2 separate regions of the Triticum aestivum genome follow, and region 1 is linked to region 2. Evidence: chromatin contacts called from public Hi-C data. All regions are on one chromosome and are shown on one strand. The core of a region is the stretch at or near the end of the contact, and the rest is flanking DNA. Distances in the headings are between cores, read along the strand shown. Region 1 holds the start of LOC123180350 (diacylglycerol O-acyltransferase 3). Region 2 has its middle 65 kb from the start of LOC123165486.

What was found. Hi-C and Micro-C count contacts between places; a contact is called where the count stands out from the background.
Region 1: a contact with region 2 is called in a Hi-C map of leaf, with 10 times the contacts expected there. The contact joins the promoter of LOC123180350 here to the enhancer-like site in region 2. A contact is called at or near these places in 3 of 5 Hi-C or Micro-C datasets (leaf and an unstated tissue) and 1 of 1 datasets of contacts at active chromatin or transcription factors (leaf).

What each region holds. Positions count from the first base shown.
Region 1 is chr1D:69,388,037-69,391,645 of IWGSC CS RefSeq v2.1, forward strand. It overlaps LOC123180350 (diacylglycerol O-acyltransferase 3), which reads left to right and starts at 1,725. Exons shown (of 2, transcript XM_044592387.1): 1 at 1,725-2,116; 2 at 2,482-3,609. The coding sequence starts at 1,841. The coding sequence ends at 3,438.
Region 2 is chr1D:69,115,762-69,118,897 of IWGSC CS RefSeq v2.1, forward strand. No RefSeq gene overlaps it. Among protein-coding and RNA genes, the nearest start is that of LOC123165486, 65 kb to the left of the region's middle. Within about 2 kb of position 1,725, at least 1 of the 8 cell types and tissues checked has an H3K27ac peak or open chromatin away from gene starts, as enhancers often do.

The DNA of each region.
Region 1 (3,609 bases), core at 475-2,974, 270 kb after region 2:
AAATTTTTGAAAACTTTTATTTTCCCCTTTTAAATTTAATTGAAGTTTGAACTAGGAGTTTGAAAAGAAGTGTGATTCCAAATGTGATCATGCCCTGTTTAGCAACATGATTAGCTTAATCACAGAGAGTTACTGTAGCATGATCCTCAGGGTGTTCTGGCTTGCGGTAGTACCATGGGCAGCAGCATGGGCGGAAGTAGGGGCGGATGCAATTTTTTACATCCGCTCCCTACGCGGTAGTACCGCTCCAGGCTTGCGGTAGTACCGTGTCGGGTTTTTGCATCGATCGGAACTTAGCGGAAGTAGCCACGGATGTATTTTTATATGTTTGTGCCTTCCCAGTCTAGACCACCCTACCTTGCGGTAGTACCGCAAGGGGGAGCGGTAGTACCGCGCCAGCGGTTCTACCGCCCTCGGCTTCTTTGCCACGGGTTTGGGTTAGCTCCTGCCGCGGCAGCGGTAGTACCGCAGGGCCTTGCGGTAGTACGGTGGGCTCGTGCGGTAGTCCCGCTTGGTGTGTGCGGTAGTACCGGTCATCGCGGGCTGAGTTAGTGGATAACGGTTGTATTTGTTCTCTCACTATAAAGGGGAGTCTTCTTCTCCGAGTTGACTATCTCTTCCATCCCCAAGCTCCATTATTGCTCTAAGCTTCATTTTTGCCCGATCTCTCTCCCTATCCAATCAAACTTGTTGATTTTCTAGGGATTGCTTGAGAAGGCCATGATCTACACTTCTACCAAGAGAAATTTGATTCCCCCCACTAATCCCTTGCGGATCTTGTTACTCTTGGGTGTTTAAGCACCCTAGACGGTTGAGGTCACCGCGGAGCCATATTCCATTGTGGTGAAGCTTCGTGGTGTCGTTGGGAGCCTCCAATTAAGTTGTGGAGATTGCCCCAACCTTGTTTGTAAAGGTCCGGTCGCCGCCTCCAAGGGCACCAATAGTGGAATCACGGCATCTCGCATTGTGTGAGGGCATGAGGAGAATACGGTGGCCCTAGTGGCTTCTTGGGGAACATTGTGCCTCCAGACCCCCTCCAACGGAGACGTACTTCCCATCAAAAGGAAGGAACTTCGGTAACACATCCTCGTCTTCACCGGCTTTACTCTTGGTTATATCGTAGCTTTACTTGTGCAAGCTTATTTTGTGTTGTATCCTTTGCTTGCTTGAGTGCTTATTGTTGTTGCATCATATAGGTTGCTCACCTAGTTGCATATCTAGACAACCTACTTTGATGCAAAGTTTAAATTGATAAAGAAAAGCTAAAAATTGTTAGTTGCCTATTCAACCCCCCCTCTAGTCAACTATATCGATCCTTTCAAATAGGATGACCGAGACGACACGCCACACCGCACAAGCGAGAGCGCTGCCGGAGCTTCGAAGACCGCCGCGCACGCCCCACTGGTGGCGTGCTCGCACGCGAGAGCACTACTCGCGTGGGGGGGGGGGGAGGCCCGCCCCCGCCAGGCGCTGGCGGGGCCTTGCCCGACGATGTGTGCCGGCGGCGACACGAGAGGAAGGAGGTGGAGGGGCAGGGAAGGTGGGGGCGGTTTTCATCTATCTTACTACACTTATTTCCCACTATGATCAGCCTAAGCGCATGGACGAGTGTGGACTACCTCGTAGTCAGCAGCAATCGTGGAGTGAAGACCTCCTCATTTGTCCACGTAAGGAATGCATAGCCGCTTCCCCGCACACAACACGCCACGTATGCCCGAAGGGTATAACTGTAAATTCGTATGCAAGGAGGCGTGACGAAGCGTCTAAACGCGCAGACGGATTTGGGAGGTGGAGAAAGGGGGAACGGGGAACGCGGAAAGGGATCTCGCCGCAACGCACCATGGAGCTCGCCGCAACCGGCGCTGCTGCCCTCCGGCGATCGTTGGCGTCGGGGTATCCGGTGGTTCCGAGGGAGAGGAGAAGGCGGATGCCGGCCAGGGTGTCCTGCGTCGGCCGCGGAGGCAGAGGCGTAGGCGGGGGATTCGCCGACGAGGCGCACCTCAGGTACTACGAGGCGCCGCCGCGGAAGGCGGTGGAGGCGGCGGCGAGGGACCTTACCAAGCTCCGGGCCATGGGCCTTGTCGCCGGCGACCCGGCCAAGGAGAAGATCCTCTCGGTGAGCGCTCTGCCTCCCTCCTCCTCACCTGTCGATTTGCTGTTCTGTTCTCCATTTATGCTTCGAATTGGGGTAATTGTAGTGTTTTATTGCGAATAGCTGTCGCGGAAGGATTTGAATGGCGTTGACGCAATGTTTGATTTGGTCTCAAACATAAACACTACTCATTTCCCCATGTAGCTAAACATAAAGATTTAGATTTCTTCTGTTTCTTGGTAATTCTGGGAAACTGTTTGGACATTTTAGCACCGTGCTTTTATTGAAACATGAATTTGGTGGTAAATTAGCTGGCTGATTTTGCAACGTACTTTTTGTGCAAATTATGATAAAGTTGAGCTCTGATCTGCGGGGAACTATGAATACAGGAAGCCACTGAGCTGCTGCTAAAGGAGTTGAATCAGATGAAGGATGCAGAGGACGAGCTGAAGAAGAAGGACGAGCTGAAGAAGAAGCAGAAAGAGGAGAAGGCTGCCATGAAAGCACTGAAGAAGCAGCAGAAGGAAGCGAAGAAGGCTGCAATGAACTGTGGAGATGGCTCCTCTGAATCAAGCGAGAGTGAGTGTGAGGAAGAGCAGTCCATGAAAATGAGTTGTGTTGCCACCACATCGATGCCTGCAATTGAGCAAGGAATGGCGATGTCAATGTCAGTGCCCCAAATTGCTGCATCCAACATTGCAACAGCTCCGGCAATGGATTTTGACAAGGCTGCGATGAAGGCCATGAAGAAGAGGGAGAAGGAACAAAAGAAAGCTGCAAAGAAGGCCATGAAGATGAAAAAGGAGGAAGAGAAGAGGATGGCCACACTGAATTCCTGCAAGGATGAGGACAGTTCATGCTCATCGGAGTCCAGCAACAGTGAGTGTGAAGGGGAAGTCGTCAGAATGAGCCGCTGTGCCACCATTTCTGTGCCTCGAACACCATCTGCAAGCACAGTTTTCCCCATCATAGTGCCACAAATCTCAGACTCCGTTGCACTGGATGCTCAGATCATTTCTGGGTCTGCAAATGCAATGCAGCGCACTACCACCAGCATTGCGGTTGTCGAAAAACCAGTGCTGAACAGAATCGAGGTCTGCATGGGTGGCAAATGCAAGAAGGCGGGCTCGCTCGCCGTCCTGCAGGAGTTTGAGACGGTGGTTGGCACGGGCGGCTTGGTGGTCGGTTGCAAATGCTTGGGGAAATGCGGGCTAGGCCCAAATGTGCGGCTTCGGAGTGAGGGCTCTGTACAGAAGAACAGTCCCATCTGCATTGGTGTAGGCTTGGATGATGTTGGCACCATAGTGGCAGGCTTCATCGGAGATGACGATCTGGGCATGAACTGATACGATGGTTACCTGGACTCAGGTTGGTATTTACAGACCTGTATTACTACGACTTGTTTTGTCTGGCAAATGTACTACTGCAACTTTGCTGCACAATAATACATTGTAGATAATCACGCCCCTGACGAGCTGATGTATGTTCTGAGCTTAATGAGCTGCTGTTTACTATAT
Region 2 (3,136 bases), core at 475-2,974:
TTCATGTGTTTTCAGGTTGGATCCTTCTGATCTATGCTACTCTTCATCGACGGCGGTTGCTGAGCTGCTACTTGGTCCTATGGGGCCTTAGCACGACGACTTTCCGACTGTCTACTACAACAAGTTTTGCGTGGCTCCGGCGAGGGAGGGGCAATGACGGCAACGCCTTCGGCTCGCTTCAGCGTTTGTAGTCGTCGCTAGGTGATCTACGGATCTGGATATATTTTTTATTATTTCTGGGGTTCGTTGTACTATCATGATTGAAGATGTATGTATAGATCGGAAGTTTTCTCGAAAAAAAAACAGATCACACTTCTTTTAACAAAACGGATCAACCTGGAGCGACGCCCATTCAACCGGCGTGAGCGACACCCATGCTCGTGTTTCGTTACAGGTGGTACATAGCAGCGCCCGGCCGCACGTAACAAATATGGTTACTCCTCTCCATAGCTTTGGCAAAGTTGATCATGAAGTTGATGTGAAGTCGGAACGCAGCCATGGCACACCACGGACACGGCTTAAGGTTGTTGATCAGAAGAAACTCCAGTTGCAGTGCAGTAGTGCTGCCACTAAGCTAAAACACACCTTCATGATTGGTCACCATTGACGCCCGGTCGTCCACGGCTCGTTGGTGGTGCTACAGCCACTAGTACAAAACAGAGTTTTAGAGACAACGTGGAGTCGACGAGGAGAGACGCACCAAAACTTACGAGCAGTGGCGTGGCGGCGCCGAACCATTGTCAGTTTAAAAGTACACGTGAATCATATGTGTGTTCAACTAATTTTCATCAACAACCTAAGAACGATTTCTCCCGAAAATAAAAATAAAATAAGAACCAATGATTCAAATCCTCCAATGCATACCAGCTCTCGTCGCCATGGCATATAATGCTGAGATGCATGCTTTAGGAATCCATCCGTTAAATCATTGGGATTTTTGAGCTGGCTCGAATGATTGGGAAACGGAAAGAGGCCGGCATCGTCTCACCTTTTCCGTCTACCACAATTCAGGGAAAAAGAATCAGAGACAAACAAAACCCGCCAGAGTGGTTGCAACTATCCCGTCCTAACTCTATCCCCTCGCACGCCCTCAAAAAGAGGGAATGGGAAAAGAAGAATTGAGGAAATGACTAAACATACTACTAGGAGAGGATGATCATCGCCCATATGGTGCATCATACACTAATACTCCTTCTGTTCTAAAATATAATGTTTCCTCTATTCCCGTACTTCAACTTTGACCATAAATTTAACCAACGAGACCGACTGCGGCGGGAGCAAAAGTTATACCAATGAATTCGTATTCAAAAGAAGTTTTCAATTATATTTTTTTTTCTCCTGCCGCAGTCGGTCTCGTTGGTTTAATTTATGGTCAAAGTTGGACCTCGGAAAACGTAGGCGCACTATATTTGAAACGAAGGGAGTAAAAAATGAAGTATTGTCGAATCACATCAGTGGGCATCTAGGCAGACACTGTAGAGGTTTCTTTTTTCTCTTTAGCTATGCTCTGGGTGTCGCCGTAGAGGCTCTGTGTTGGAACACATGGATGTGATGGGAACGCATTTCCTGATGATCACAAACACCGGTTTTCCGGATGATCTGCCAATGACGCGAAAGCCTACTTAATTGAACGGCCGACGGGCGAACAGTACAACTGTACAAGTATAGTACTCCCTCCGTAACGTTTTTTTACATTAATGTAGTGTCTAAAACGTTCTTATATTATGGAACAGAGGGAGTACCGTTCAAGAGGAGAGTGAGGGGAGGTACTACACGCCGCTGAGCCGCAGCTACTCGTAGCAGCTATAGGGTGGTTGGACCAAGGACGGCGCAGTGATTGATTGCTCGTACTGATTTTTCTACACAAGAAAACTGCATACACAAAAGCTATTGTGTAGAGACTACTAATTATTCTTCCTAAATGATAAGTGTTACACGTCATGTGCGTGGCGCTTCTGTCATGACGTTTTTTGAGTGGCAATTTCAGTCACGCAAGAATGACAAATTCTAGTGATACACGCCAAGTTTCTGTCAAAAATAAACTAAAGCACGAAAGTTGTCATGCTTGTAGAAGAGAGGTTTGGCAATGCAACTCACGATGACATTGATCAGGTGCATATGCACGTATATATGGGCTACAATGTGGGCCTCAACCTCTACTATACAAAGAATAGGAGGTGGGCCAGGATATACAAAATATACATGCAAAACCATATGTTCAACACCCTTTGTAGTCGAAGCGGCGGAAGAGACGCAGAGACTGGACTTGAACTCCTCAAAGACGGGAGTAGGCAATCCCTTAGTCATCACATCAGCGAATTGTTGCGCCGTCGAAACGTGGAGAATCCGAATGCGGCCAAAGTCCACCTGCTGGCGAACGAAGTGAATATCGAGCTCAATATGCTTCTTTCGCCGATGATGAACCGGGTTGGCGGAGAGGTAGACAGCGGAGACGTTATCGCAGTAGACAAGCGTGGCTTTGTGAACATCACAAAGTAACTCCTGGAGAAGCTGTCGAAGCCAGGAGCATTCGGCAACGACATTAGCCACTGTCCGATACTCCGCCTCAGCACTCGAACGGGAGACTGTGGGTTGTCGCTTGGATGACCAAGAGATCAGCGATGGCCCTAGGTAGACACAGTAGACGGATGTAGAACGTCGTGTGTCGGGGCATCCTGCCCAGTCCGCATTAGAGTAGGCAACGAGGTCGAGGGAGGCAGAGGCCGTCAACGTGAGTCCAAAGGACATAGTGCCGCATATGTAATGAAGGATACGCTTCACCAATGCCCAATGAGAGTCACACGGAGAGTGCATGTGAAGGCACACCTGCTGAACATCGTACTGCGTCCGGACGCGTCAGTGCCAGGTACTGTAGGGCACCGACAATAGAGCAATACAACACCGCATCGGACACGGGAGAGCCCTCCATGGCAGAGACCTTGGCCTTTGTGTCGACGTGTGTGGCGGCGGGCTTGCAGTTAAGCATGCCAGCACGCTCGAGGAGCTCATGAGCATACCTCTGCTGATGCAGAAAGAAACCATCGGCCCGTCGGACCACCTCGATGTCGAGGAAGTAATGCAGGGGCCCCAAGTCCTTGAGGGCAAAATCATCACGAAGACGAGCTGTAAGCCGCTG